2 separate regions of the Zea mays genome follow, and region 2 is linked to region 1. The links are chromatin contacts, called in public ChIA-PET maps. All regions are on one chromosome and are shown on one strand. The core of a region is the stretch at or near the end of the contact, and the rest is flanking DNA. Distances in the headings are between cores, read along the strand shown.

Region 1 (7,133 bases), core at 2,460-4,959:
CGGAGAGGCAGTAGTCACATGCGGACATGAAGTCTCACATGGCACTGGGATCACGGAGTCCAGAGAAATCCCAACCGAAGTCGGAGTCATCGTCTTCCTCGGAACCCGTGAGTCTGGAGGTTGAGACGGTCGTCAGTCGGTCCCAAGATGACCACATATGGTACCCCAGAAGGTTCGGATATGCCTTTACGAAAGCGCTTACCGAAGCGGGGTCGCTTGGTGGATCGAAGCTGAATCTAAAAGGGACAGGGTGGAAAACAGACGGTACCTTTTGGTCGATGGACGGTGGCGAAGTCACGTTGGGGACGGACTGCACCGTTATCTTAGGTACGAGGCTAACGCCCAGCAAGTCCATTGCGAGGGTGCTGGCGTTATCAGTCCGCTTGGGGTTGGCACATTGCGGGGAAGCGACACCTATCATTGTCTCAGGTGCGAGGACAACACCCGACATGGCCCCCGCAGGGGTGCCGGCGTCGTCGACTCGCTCTGGCCTGACAGCCGATGAGGTGCCGCCTCCTGCATGGCCACGGTTGCCCCGTCTCCTCCTCCTCCGGCAAGGAGGGTGGCGGGGCAAACCCGAGTGTTCCTCTTCTACCACAGGGGGAAGTCGTCGTCGAGTTTGCCGCCGTCGGGCAAGCCGACGACCGTCGTTGCTGTCGCGCTGCGAGGGGAGAAGTACTATGTCGTAGCTGCCGTCGCGGGACACGAACTCGAGACTCCCGAAGCGGAGCACCGTCCTGGGCCGAAGAGGTTGCTGAAGGCTACCCATCTGGAACTCAATGGGAAAGTGTTTGTTAACACGCAGCGAGCCCCTACCTGGCGCGCCAACTGTCGGTGTTTCGGACCCGCGATGACCGTCAACCGACCAGTAAATTTGTTGTTGCGTGTCCCTGCCCAAATGGGTTGATGCAAGATGGAACACAAGAGGGAAATGAGGCTTATGTTATCTCGCACCGGGGTGCTCGTAGTAGGCGTTACAAGCGTCGCGAGGGAGCGAGGGCGAGGGCGAGAGAGAGAGTCTCTGCGTGCGTCCGTCTCTGTCTCAACGTCAACGTCCTACCCCTCAGTGTTGTAACGTGTTGGTGTTGTCACCTGTCGTAGGAAGGCCCTGGACATCCCCTTTTATAGATGCAAGGAGATGTCCAGTTGTACAACAGGGTGTAGCTATGCGCTACGTGGCTGGCGGGGAAGTGCCTTGAGCCCTATACACGAGCCAACGTGGTCGTCGGAGAAGTGCCTTGAGCCCTGTAGAAGCATAGCTGTCGGGTGGCATGGATCCTGCTGACGTTGTCTTGCTTCCGTAGGGAGCTGAGCACCCTCGACGTCATGGGCGCACGCGGGGAACCATCATTACCTGCTATCGGAGTAGTTTGATGTGACTCCGGTCTTGTTCCTTCGTAGCAAAGGATGGCTAGCTAGCGGTAGGGTAATGATGTCTCCCTTGTAGCATAGTCGGTCCGAGGCCCAGGTCGGGCGAGGTGGAGACTTCTCCTGAGGCCGAGGCTGGGGTCGAGCGATGCTGTGACTCCTCCCGAGGCCGAGGCTGTGGCCGAGGCCTGGGGTCGTGTGAGGCGGAGACCTTCTCCCGAGGCCTGGGGTCGAGCGAGGCGGAGACCTCCTCCCGAGGCTGAGGCTGAGGCCGAGGCCTGAGGTCGGGCGAGGCGGAACTCTCTGTTGCGCCCGAGGCTGAACTCGAGAGAGGTCACGACTTGCTGTTGCTAGTCTTGCCCTGGTGGTTGGCACAGTAGCCGGAGCGGGGTGAATAGCGTTGTTTTCCTGTCAGATCAGTCAGTAAAGGGCGAAGTGACTGCGGTCACTTCGACCTTGCCGATTGAGGCATGCGTGTCAGGATAAGGTGTCAGGCGATCCCCGCATTAAATGCGCATGCGATACGGTCGGTTGGGAGGGCGATCCGGCCGAGGTCACTGTACGACAAAGTCCGTCCAAGCTGGGCTTCAGGCGAGCCGAGGGTGCACTCACTGCCTGAGAAGGCCCTCGGGCGAGGCGTGAATCCGCCCGGGACCACTGTTCCCGCCCGAGGCCGAGGCTGGGCTCGGATGAGGTTCGTCCCTTGGTGGACGAGGCCCTGACTTGAACCGCGCTTTATCAGTTGTTTATGGTTTGTTCTGAAGATGTTTCCCGGCCGCATTTAGGAGTATTGGGGGTACCCCTAATTACAGTACTCGACAAATATAGTATGCTCTTCTTCTGCCTTCCTTGCCACCGTAGCTGAGAGCTCGTCTTGTCCTTCCAACCGATGCTGTCCAGCTTCCACCGTATCCAACTTCTTCACCACTCGATCCATCATCTTCATCATCTATTCCCACTTCTCTCCCTTCTGCTCCATAGTCGACATAGCCTTCAGCACGAGACGTGTCTGGATAGATGGTTTCACCACCGACGTCGTCTTGACAGCTCCGGAGTCGATCGTCCTCTGATACCAAATTGTCATGACCCGTGGCCTAGGGTTCGCCAAACCCTAGATGTGAGACGCGACAACAGGAACCGACAGCTTCCCTGGTAAGCTTCGGTGGCGAGGAAGAAGAAGTAGACAGGTTTGTGGCTAATACTTTCTTATTCAATTTGTAATCTCTGACGGTTTATCTTACAAGTATTTATAGGCCATTAGATGGGCCAGATTACAATCAAAGATAAGCCACACAATGGCCCAGATTAACCCTAATGCTTCTAGAACCACATAGATCTCCAGATCTACTACTACACCAAACTCACCTCTGCTTCGGTCGTTACAGTCCGCCACAACTTCGTTTTCAATTTAGGGGAGAGGACCTGGAGCAGCACAGGACGGGAGAGAGGCGACAACACGACGCGGAGCCCGTGGAGGACGGAGAAGCGCGCCAAGGGTGGATGCGAGTTGCACAGGAGGAGAGGGGGCATGGAGGCGCAAGCGACGAGTGGAGCTGCGTCAGAGGGAAAGAGGCTGGGACGTCATCACGTAAGTGGGACCGAACACGAGGGAGTAGGGATGGCAACGGGTACATACCCGTCGGATAGTACCATTCCATACCCGTACCCATAAAAAAATTCTACCCATTGGGTTACCCATATATACTCGCGGGTATAAAATCTTACTCATACCCGTACTCGCGCGGGTATTTTTACACGTCGGGTAACTCGTACCCGCTAGGAAAGTCTTAAATTTCAATATATCAATCACTCAACATATTAAATAAACATATAAAAACAACTTCAACTTCACATGTAACAAATCATATGATTACATAACTTGATATCTAGACAAATGATAGCTAGAGAAGAGTTTTATTTTAGCTAAGATGGACTCTATTAGATGGTTATAGTTGTATTGATACGAGTATATTTTACCCATGGGTAGACGGGTATGAGTAGTTTCAACACGTACCCGTATCCGTCTACCCAACGGGTAGATGTTTTTACCCATTAACATATTTGTGGGTAGAGAAATCATTTCGTACCCGCCTTCATAATAGGTAAAACCCGTCGGGTATTCGAGTTTCGGGTATCCATTGCCATCTCTACGAGGGAGCATAGTGTCGCCCTATGGTCCATCTTGTTCAGTTATTCTTATTACATATGAATTGTATGGTATTGAAAAAAATAAAAAGATTAACTTGCTTTCTATTTAATTTACATATATTAATAGTGAACCGAAAGCCAGATTCTTAATAGACAGTATAGAAGATAAATAAATCTCTAGTCTACAAGATTCACCGTGAACCTTAGCAGCACAAAGGGCAACGGCCGCCTGCCGCTCCAAAGCAGCCCGTGGTTACGTCAGCGCCCGCGTACTGCTCCCTTCTTCCTCGTTGCTCCGCCCCCTTTTGTCGTCGCGTCCTCCTCTCGAGGCCTCGGCAGTCGGCACGAGGACGCGCGATCCCGTCACCGCTCACCTCCTTCTCCAAACACTGACTCCGCTTCCCGTCCCCATCCCGCTGCGCAAGATCGGGAGGGGACGAAGAGAGGTCGACCGGGAGGAGATGCACCGAGACCGAGGCGTCTCTGCGGCAGCGATACCCGGTGACCGGAAGCGGATCGGCGAGCCTATGGACAGATCGTCTCCATCTACGTCGTGGGGGTTCTCCGGAGGGCGCGAGAAGGAGCGGATCGGCGTGGGCAAGCAGCCGGAGATGCCTCGCTCCGGCGGCGGATCCACCGCCATGTCCAAGAGCAAGCTCTCTGACGGTGAGCCTTGCCGGTTACATTCTTTGCTCTGTTTGTAATTTTTTTAGCCCCGCTAGAGGTGGATTGTATGAGTTTAAAGAATTCTCAATACGAACCTAAACAATGACATGGACAATTGTTAGATCACTAAACATTGGTTACCAGCTGATGAGTACCTCCTTTTTCACGATTTCTGTATAATTCTGCTCAGCCATATATGCTGAACTTTCTTAGTTTGTTTGACTGTTTTTTATGGAGCGTGTATGCATACGAGGAAGATCTAGGTGGCCACAGTAAATAACTAGGTACTTCTACAAAGTTATACAATTCTTGCCATTGCTAGTAACAAAACACAACCTATGTAATGCATGGTAGTTGTAAAAATGTGAATAACTGTGGTGGCATGTTTAAGGAGGTTTGGTGTTCATTTGTTGTGACATTTTGTCAGTTGTCTTTCTTTGCTTGTTAGGTCAATTTATCTTTACCTTTTATGGGCCTTTTTGTGACCAGGTCCATTCAGGGGGATTACTTGTACTGTACACATGGTTGCTCGTAGTTGTAGCCAGTGTTCACAATTTCGTTTTTACTGTAGCGAATTTCGTTTTTTGACCGAAGTTTGACTTTTGTATTTTTAAATTTGGAACCGAAATCTATAAAAAGCCGGACCGAAATTCGCATCTCGATCAGCAGCGACGAAAACGGGAAATTTCACCGAATTTCGGTGATTTCCTGGCGAGAAAGTAAACCCTGGTTGTAGCTATGACTTGAGAAAATGCTAGGTGTTATATATTGAGCTCCAAAGCGCAGATCTTCTGCATTTTTTATGTACTGAGCCTAAAGCGTTGTGGGGACAATGCCGAAATGGTAGAGGACAGGCTAGCTCAACCAAAAGGAGGAAAGAGGCCCAGACAAGCTCTAGTGTTGAAACAACCTCTGACTCAAATTAGTCAAACAGGATGAATCCGAAAAATTCCAAAATTCAAACTGCAAACTAAATGAATTGGTTTCAATCTGCTTAAACTAGATATTGATACTTGCTTGCTTACTAATGTCCCAGCAACCTTGTTGTATGATAAGTGGAAATTTTGTGTATACTATTCTGTAACGGACATCAATTCTCGTTGATCTTTTACAGTCGAAATCTACTTGCCTGTTTTGTATAAGGAACATTGCATCACCAGAACAATTCAGCAATTTAAGTTTTTTTTGTTTGATTAGTTGAATCAGACATCAGATTTTACAACCATGTCTTTTAGTTCTTATCTTATTGATGTGCATGGTCAATTCTGGTACATCTATGATCTATCCATACATTCCATGTCTTGGTTAAAGCGTTATCTCCATACATTCCATGTGTTAGGTTAAAGCGTTATGCATTGCTTAATGCTATTGATGTTATGCTCTGCAACATGTTTTTTTATCTACTTTAGCTAAAGTTGCTGTAGTTCATGTTCTTGTGGTTCTTGGTATTTCTTTGTCAGTCATAATTTGTGTGCTGATCGCTTTACAGCAGAATCAGAAACTGACAGCGAAGAATCAGATGTGAGTGGTTCTGATGGGGAAGATACTTCGTGGATTTCATGGTTCTGTAGCTTAAAGGGCAATGAATTTTTCTGTGAGGTTGATGATGACTACATACAAGATGATTTCAACCTCTGTGGGCTAAGCAACCAAGTTCCATATTATGACTATGCACTTGATCTGATATTAGATGTTGAATCTTCCCATGGTATGCTCCTCTTCTTTATAACATTCAATTTAGATATAACATGTTTGGAGGGCTCACTGTTACTAGTCTCATATTTTTGCTGTGTACGGGTGGGGCAAGGGTATGGGGTTTTCTCGACCTGTGTGAAAAGGTCTTCTTAATACAATGCTCGGGGGCTGTCTTTCCCCCGCGGACCGAGTTTTTTTACTAGTCTCATATTTGGTAGCTTTATTATTTTAAGTGGCATGGAGTTGTGCAAGATGTTGGAAGCCTGGAACAGACTGTTAGGGATTGGAGACCTGATTGTTCTTTTAAATAAAGCTATTCCAGTTGTTTTATCATAGGATGATAAGAACCAATATATTTCATGTAAACTCTCCTGCTATCACCTTGTACCCAGTACAAGGAATTAAAGAACAGAACACTGTTATTAATATTTAGTAACCATTTACGTCCCTAGTTCTCTTGTTTCCAGTTAGGGTATATTCAGTTTCACAGCCCCACTGAGCGGATGAAATAAGATTTAGAAAATTGAAACTGCAATATGGCGTCATATAGTCACATTACGCTGTATATGTCCCTGCACCCGCGTGACAACAACAACAACAAAGCCTTTTAGTTCCAAGCAAATTGAGGTAGGCTAGAGTTAAAATCCAACACAAGCCTAGGTGCATGTGTAACAACACTTACATAGGAGGGTATGAACCACAGAAGCAGCACTAATATGCATGCCCCTAACACATGTGCAAAGCACTATACTGTCTTCTTTTTCTGGACAATAGAAAGAAATGTTAGAATGAAGCTTATCAAATTAAAATTAAGGGGTAGTTTATTTTGTGGAATGGAATGGGCTGATCTGTCACCACCTCATCCCTTGCAACCTAGTAATGATGAGCTGTGGGAATCTACTGCTGGCCCTCAAATTTGTCCATGAATTTGCAGAATGCAAAAAACGATCCTAAACTTACTAATAAGTGTTCTATGATCTTATTTATATATTGCATATTCACATCCCCAGACTTATTAAGCAGTGTCATCTATGTCTGAATCCCATGTAAGATGCTAAAACTTAACTAGCATGTGGCACGCCACCATGATACAGAAGTGTGTCCTTCATTCACATGCCTGATCAGCTCCTAGAGGGAGGGGGAGGGGTCCATTTCCATCCCTCACTGATCACCATGTCCGCGTGGGCCCATATTGTTCTTGACATCTACTACGTTAGTACCTAACCATGCCATATCACTACTGATCAACAAGAAAA
Region 2 (7,133 bases), core at 2,556-5,055, 250 kb before region 1:
TCACACTATTTCTATTAGTATAGAGCAAGGGTTCGCTCAGATAGCTTTGACACATGAACACATTGATACAGTTCACCTTTCATGCCACAGAGTTTGATGCCCAAAAGGCACACAACTCTCCTGTCTGTTCAAGTAAAAATGTGAGTTCCTCACAAGAACAAATAGATCGTACAAGCACATCCTCTAACTTTACTGGTCGAGGAAATAACTATATGTAAATTTTCACAAATCACAAGAATAGACTGCGATTTCCGTTCTGAGAATTTTGTATTCATGTTATAATCAAAAGAGACTCCATACAAATTTTCAAAAGATACACCAGGTTCATTCACAAACAAGAATGTATTTACAATTTATCAAGACAAGTAGGACTCACGAGATGAAAATATTCAATAGACTAGGCTTTTAAATAGTGGTACAGGATAAATCAACACAATGACTGGCATACATAATAGTATTGAAATTTCAAGGACCATGCATGATGGAATGCGGGTAAAGCCGAATGTTATTGTTCAGAATCCATGCTTTCAACTCAGCATGCTTCATCGAGTCAATGTACATACCTCAGTTTCATTTTTTAATGCACATCTCAAGTGGTAGCCCACTTGTCGAACAGCACAGTGAGCCAAGGACTAGATGCGAGCATACTACTAAGGTTATCTCCAGCATACTACATATCTTACTTTCTATCACACATCCTATTTCAAACTCCACTCGACAAACAGTGTATTCTACGGTGTAAAATAGTGTTTTGCACGACCATTACGTATGATCTGTTGAGCACGGCCTAAGGACCACATACTCTAATGACAAGTCCAAGATAGTACTAAGTGGATAGTGGTGCCTTCATCTGCATCAAATCCGCTGACAACAAACAGAACTATTAGATTGCAGTTCTCAATCGATAAACATTTCATGTATAATAAACTAATTGGAAAGCTTCAAGTACCTATGTAGTTTTCTCAACAGATACGAAGATTCTGGACAATAACAAAACTGTACCAGGCCACAGAATACCTAGAGTTCCAAACTTGTCATTGGAAGAAACTAAACTTGCAGATCTGCGGAAAGCTTGAGGTTATTAGATGAAAAGCCTTTCCTTCTCTCCAAGGCTCTCTTTGGCAGGGCTTTTGTTAGGGCTTCTCCACACTCTTAATCAAAAGTCCTGCCAAATGTGCACATGTGAAAATGGCTTGTGAAGCCAAAACACAAGCAAAAAAACAATGAAGATGAAGCAGTTTTCACTTAGAAGCCGAAGCCACAAAAATGTGGCTTTCCCCCCGCAAAAACAATGAAGATGAACAAATTACATATATCAAACATGAGTAGTATGTGAAGAATTATAGTCATAATCTAAGTTGAATCTCCTGAAAAATGAGAACAAAAGAAAAGATACCACCGGTCAGTAGCAAACAAATTCATGTACACATAACACATGTGCACGCAGAAACTTTGTGTGGAGATGAGAAGGATCCAAAGGAGAAACACAATGACAAGGTATGTTTATTCTTACAAATAGAAATGTTAGATGCAAAAGGAAGCATACAAAAGTAATAAAGAAGGCACTATATTATCCGTAGAAGTTATTTTCTTTAAAAAGGTGGTCAATAAAAGATAAGATAAAGGTTGGGATTACAGCCTATCAGCACTGCCACATATCTAACGAAGGACCTGTAATCAACATAAATAATTCATGTGGCTAAGAGTTGTATCCATTTTTTATACCGTGCAATTTTTCAAGTAGAACTTGTCTTTCACGAATAACCTCATTATATAAAGAAGAGCATGTAGAATCCAACTTCAATTTTTCCAATAGGTTTGTAGGACAATAAAAAATATGCCACTCAAATTTTGCAAAATTAGATAGCTAGTTCAGTGGCATCCAAATAAACTAGTTATCTAATTTTGTAAATTTTGAGTGGCATATTTGAAGAAAACATGTGTTCTACATACAAGAGGTGTGTGCAAACTTTTGTCTCACTTCTGAAAAGAAATCTGTTGACCCCATCTTGAGGATATTTGATTGTTCATCAAAATGTATATTTGATGCAGCAACCATGGACACAAGGAATGTTAATGTGCGGATGTTGAGTACCAATATGGCCATCCAGTCATCGAGATATCCCACTTCAGGACATGCAACTCTTCATAGAGATGCAATGCATAGAATATTGAGTTTCTTCAATAGTACAATTAATATGCAGATTGTAGACTTTTCATCTTCATACAGCAAAAAAAAAAAATCAAGAAGTAAACAGATGTATTCTGCCAGGTACGTAACTGAAAATATAACCTTGGCATGACTGTCTCAAAACATATAGGTTGAGCTCAGTATTGAAATTTCATTCAGGATCTCACATGAAAAATGTAAATAATACTATTAGCCTCACGGACCACAGTTGACAGGTTGAGGCACTAGCAAAGGACTAAAAAAATACAGTCCCTGACATTAAAATAACACATCTCCGGTTCTTATTGTCCAAGTGCTGCAGGAGCCAAGGTAGCAGAGACATTTTTTTATGATGTATAAGTCTGTAATGTAGCAGTGACAATTGTGTTCTCTCTCTTCAAGGAATTACAAGTCCAGAGCCCAAAAACATAATTGTTATGAGAACTCAATGCTAATCTTCTAACATCCCTAGGTTATCAGTAGTATACATGTCACTTTCATCAGAACATAAAAATCAAACAAATTAAAAGCGTGATACATGAAAGTAAGGAGACAAGTAGGCGACAGACGTGCAACAGGCAAGACAACTTCCATAAGAAACTCTCCTTTTGAGCAAATGCAAGACTGAAAAAACACTAAAGCTTGTCCGGTTCAACTACATCACAGATCCATCACAACTACTACATATAAACAGCACTAAGAAACTCCTAAACTCCTCGCAAGGCAGCATGCAACGAGGACAGGCAAGAAACCTTGAGAGGAAACATCTTTGTGCCACCACTTCAGTCCAAGGCGTCGATGATGCGGCCGACAAGCGCGTCCATGAGCCTCCTCTGTGCATCGAGGTGCCGGAGCGCCATCTCCATCCGCATCCTCTGCGTCTCCCGTGCGGCCTCCATCCTCCTCTCCTCCGCCCGCAGGAAACCCTCCCCGATGGCCCTCAGAGCACCCACCACGTCGCTCACACCGTCCTCGTCCCAGGCATCGTCCCGCCGCCTCTTCCTGGGCGGAGATGCGGGAGGGGAAGGGGGAGACGGCGTGGAAACCGCCGCCGGTGGCGGCGGCGACGAGGACAGGGACGTGGATCGGGACTGGGACTTGGAAAAGAAGGGCGGGGAAGGGCCGTCGAGGAGATCCATGGCGTCGAGGAGCGGGCATGGGCGTCGGCGGTTGGACCGGAGGCGTCGGCGGAGCTTCTCGATCTTGTGGCGGCACTGCCTGGCGGTCTTGGACGGGGCGGCCGCGGCTACGGCGGCCCAGTCGGTGGAGGTCAGGTGCTCCCGGCCGACGGCGAGGCGGCGCGCGGTGTAGGCCCGCGCGAGCGCGAGGGTCTCGTCGGTCGTCCAGCACGGCGGCGGCACGCGGCGGCCGGAGGCGCGGGCGGGGGAAGAAGGGGAAGGAGAGGCCATGGTGGTGGTGGGCCTGGAGGGGATGGTGAAGCGGTGGTGGAGGACGGCATGGATGGTGAAGCGTTGGGTTATAACGGAGGCGTTCCCCTTAGGCGGCAACAGGTGGCGGTGGGCGCACGCGGGCGGCGGTGGGCGGCAGCGGCGGCGGCGCCAACCGCGGCGCGTGGGGGCACCTTGACCGACACGCCGCGCGGCGCGGGACGTGCGACCCGTAAAATTTCGCGGTGGGCTTCCGTTCCCTTCCGTCCCCCATTTCGGCTGCTGGACGGCTGCGATGCGTCGGGTGGTCACGGGCGGCGCGCGCCGCCGTGGACTCCAATGGTTCGCCTGTGTCCGCTTCTTGGTAATAATGTTTTTGTTTCGGGGGCCGAAATGGAATTTGGCTTCTGGAGACGGTGAACGCTGGTCGCCTGGTCGTCACGTCGTTCGACTGGCCGCGCACGGCGGCATGCGGCGCGTCACGCCCACCAGATAGGCGTGCGACCTGCCCACCTAGCGTGCGGCAGCGGCAAGGCGACTCGCGCGGGCGCGGCTTCCGTGTGCGTGGGGCCGTGTCCGTGTGTGATCAATCGACGGGGGCGCCGACGCCGACGCGGCGTGGCCGTAGCACAAGGGCGATGTGATGTGACGTGCCGCGTCCCGTTGTCCTGCAGCCGGGACCCGGTAGCCGGCAGCGTCCAACGCATCAATGCGGTGGCAGCGAGAGCTGCCTGGCCATGTCAACGACAGAGAATGATTGGGGAGCCGACGATCCGTCATCTGAAATTCTGAAGTGTGCGACGGGGCAATCGCGCACCACCATCGCGTCCAAGGAGTCGAGGACACAGCACGACATGGCCATATCGACATTTCCATGACCATGAGGCAGTGTAGAACCAAGGCCACACGCGGCACAGTCGCACAGAGCTGCACGGGCACCGGGCACGGCGTGGCCGATGGAAGATGGAACTTAAGACTAACGTAGTTGCCACAACGACCGAGAATAAAGGCCAGTTTGTTCCTCCCTAACTTGCAGGGCTGGGCGTTCGGGTATACCCGAAAATTCGGGTCGGGTAGTTCGGGTTTTTAAAAATTCGGGTATTCAGCAGTTGAACCCGAACTCAACCCGATATTACTTGATACCCGAAATTTCGGGTACCCGAAATTTCGGGTTCGGGTTCGGGTTAAACCGAGATACCCGACATCTTACCGAGGCAGTCTGTACTCCTAGGCTCCTGGCTTCTTCATTGTTCATGTCGTTCTTCTGTGTGCTTCACTATAGTCCCGTTGCCCCCTGCAGTGCAGTCCTGTACAGGTATAGTTGTGCTCCTGCTCCAGTCGGTTGGCGGCGATGCACGGGCAGGCACTGGGCGACATGCTGATGGACAGTTGGTCGGCGGCGATGCGCAGGCAGCAGCATGCAGGTGAGCAGCATGCAAGTGGAGCGGCCGAGCTAGCTAGGCATCTAGCTGCGTTCCTGCGTGTAGCGTGTTGCAGGCAGCAGCATACGGGTTGTCGAGCGAGCTAGCATGCGGGCGCCGAGCGACGAGCTGGAAGGAAAGCACCGGCGGCCAGCGGCTAGCTGTGGCGTGCTGCACTGCTGCGTGTGGAAGGCAGGTGTCGAGGACTTCTTATTTCTGAAATACACTGAGTATATGGATGTTCGGGTAATTCGGGTACCGGTTTGTTTAACCCGAAATTTCCTAAATAATTTCGGGTACCGGAAGTTGCTACCCAAATTGTAGTTCGGGTTTTTCGAGTTCGGGTTGTTCGGGTTTTTCGGGTTCGGGTATCGGGTTTTTTGCCCATTGCCACCACTGATTTATCTCCAAAAGTGTAAATATCGTGATAAATCGGGATACATCGGGCTAAATAGCAAAACTTTGACATGAAATTGAATTGGGTTCAAAACTAAATCAGTTATAGTATTGCAATAAGATGTAATTCAAATTCTATTGTTTGTGTTTAGTGACTGAATTAGAGACGGTCTAATTCCAAACAATTTAATGGATGACGTTCTGCCGTATTGGAAACGAGACTTTCTAGTTATAATCCAAAATTCCAAAGAATTTAGTCTTTGATTCCAAATCGTACTAGGAGAGACTTTCTAGTTATAGTCCAATTCAAGAGAATTAGATCTCTTATTCCAAATCCCAATTCTAGTGCACCATATACAACCAAACAACAGAATTCACTTCCAGTGCACCATATGCAACCAAACAACAGAATTCAGAAAAGTTTATTCCAATTACCAATTCCATGCTCCAAATTCAAGCAGGGTATTAGATAAGTTGTGGCTCCTTAGACGGGAAATCAAACCGGCCCTAAAACTACCATATTCATATGCACGTGACTAACGTCTCCATATGATATTCCATATAAGCACTTCCACGCCTGCAGTGTGCTTTACAAGCTCAAACGGGGAACAGATTCAGACGCGCGTGACAAACGTCAGCATACTCTGTTTTTGTACATTTGGTTCCTTTCATCCCTACAGTGTTCTTTACAAGCTCAAATTGGTAAACTAGAGAGCAATACAACATCACAATTCACACATGACGAGTTCACAAATCTGGTTGCTTTTGACAGCAAGCAAGATACCGGTTTGAATCTCCATGCACGTCTTTGGAGAGGCATGCTGGTGGCTACAATTCTCAAAGTGCTCAAAAACAACGATAGTATTGAAGCCATGTTAGCATGAAAACCAAGTAACAGCATCAAAACAGCAACGCTATCATGTTAGGGAGGATACAAAAGGTAAGGATCAACGACTGCTTTGATAATAACATTACTAAAAACATATGAATAAAAGACCAAAAAATGGAAATCATGCACTAATGATGATCACATTGATATGGACTAATGGTGCAGCCTTACAGTTCCGAAACAAGATGTATTTGTCAGCTTACTGTGATTCTGAAGTATCTTTATGTTGAATACTTGACTAGATAGTTAAACTTAAATGTGCTAGATCCTTGAGTTTGCTCCAGCAACTGGGGAGAAAAATTCAACAGCCTTCAACTCAGAATTTGAATAGAGCATTCTTGTACTTAATTCTATGGCTACTGTTTTTCAAGAAATTATTTCTGCTTTCAGATCTATCATCGTTGCCACGCAAAAGAAAAATAATCCCCTTCAACTTGTTTTTTCAAATGGGCACCACCAGGTGCTGATTCCCACATATACTGGCTCCCAGTAACCAAACTCATTGGTGTCATTGCATATAGCATTACTTCTGTGCACAATTGGCAATCAACAGTTCTACTAGATCTAATACCATCATCAATTTCCCTCATGAAGTCCTACTCCAATAATTATTATAACACATAAGTAACAAATAATGGCCCTCAAGTACATTAATAAGCACACAAAATGTGTTTCTGCATACTGCAAGACATCTCAGAGCAGCCTCTCTTCATGAAACTACATATTGATCCTTCATCCTACTCAGTGGCATCACTAGGTTATCTCCAAAAAACAATTTCAAGGACAAAACTGTCTCTCAGTCTGAACTCAGGATCCAATAGTGTTATTATCCCTAGCTCAAGTAAATCCAAAGTTAGTGCATGAGTTTT

What was found. ChIA-PET counts read pairs in DNA pulled down with a chosen protein or histone mark.
Region 2: an H3K4me3 ChIA-PET map of seedling shows a contact between it and region 1, with 6 times the contacts expected there. The contact joins the promoter of LOC100277445 here to the promoter of LOC541823 in region 1. A contact is called at or near these places in 8 of 25 Hi-C or Micro-C datasets (ear, leaf, tassel and 1 more) and 2 of 3 datasets of contacts at active chromatin or transcription factors (leaf and seedling).

What each region holds. Positions count from the first base shown.
Region 1 is chr2:22,472,395-22,479,527 of Zm-B73-REFERENCE-NAM-5.0, reverse strand. LOC541823 (CK2 regulatory subunit B1) reads left to right here and starts at 3,709. Exons shown (of 5, transcript NM_001111504.2): 1 at 3,709-4,182; 2 at 5,675-5,890. The coding sequence starts at 3,978.
Region 2 is chr2:22,717,640-22,724,772 of Zm-B73-REFERENCE-NAM-5.0, reverse strand. It overlaps LOC100277445, which reads right to left and starts at 3,805. Exons shown (of 1, transcript NM_001151006.2): 1 at 2,764-3,805. The coding sequence starts at 3,579. The coding sequence ends at 2,953. It also overlaps a transcript of LOC541976 not described here.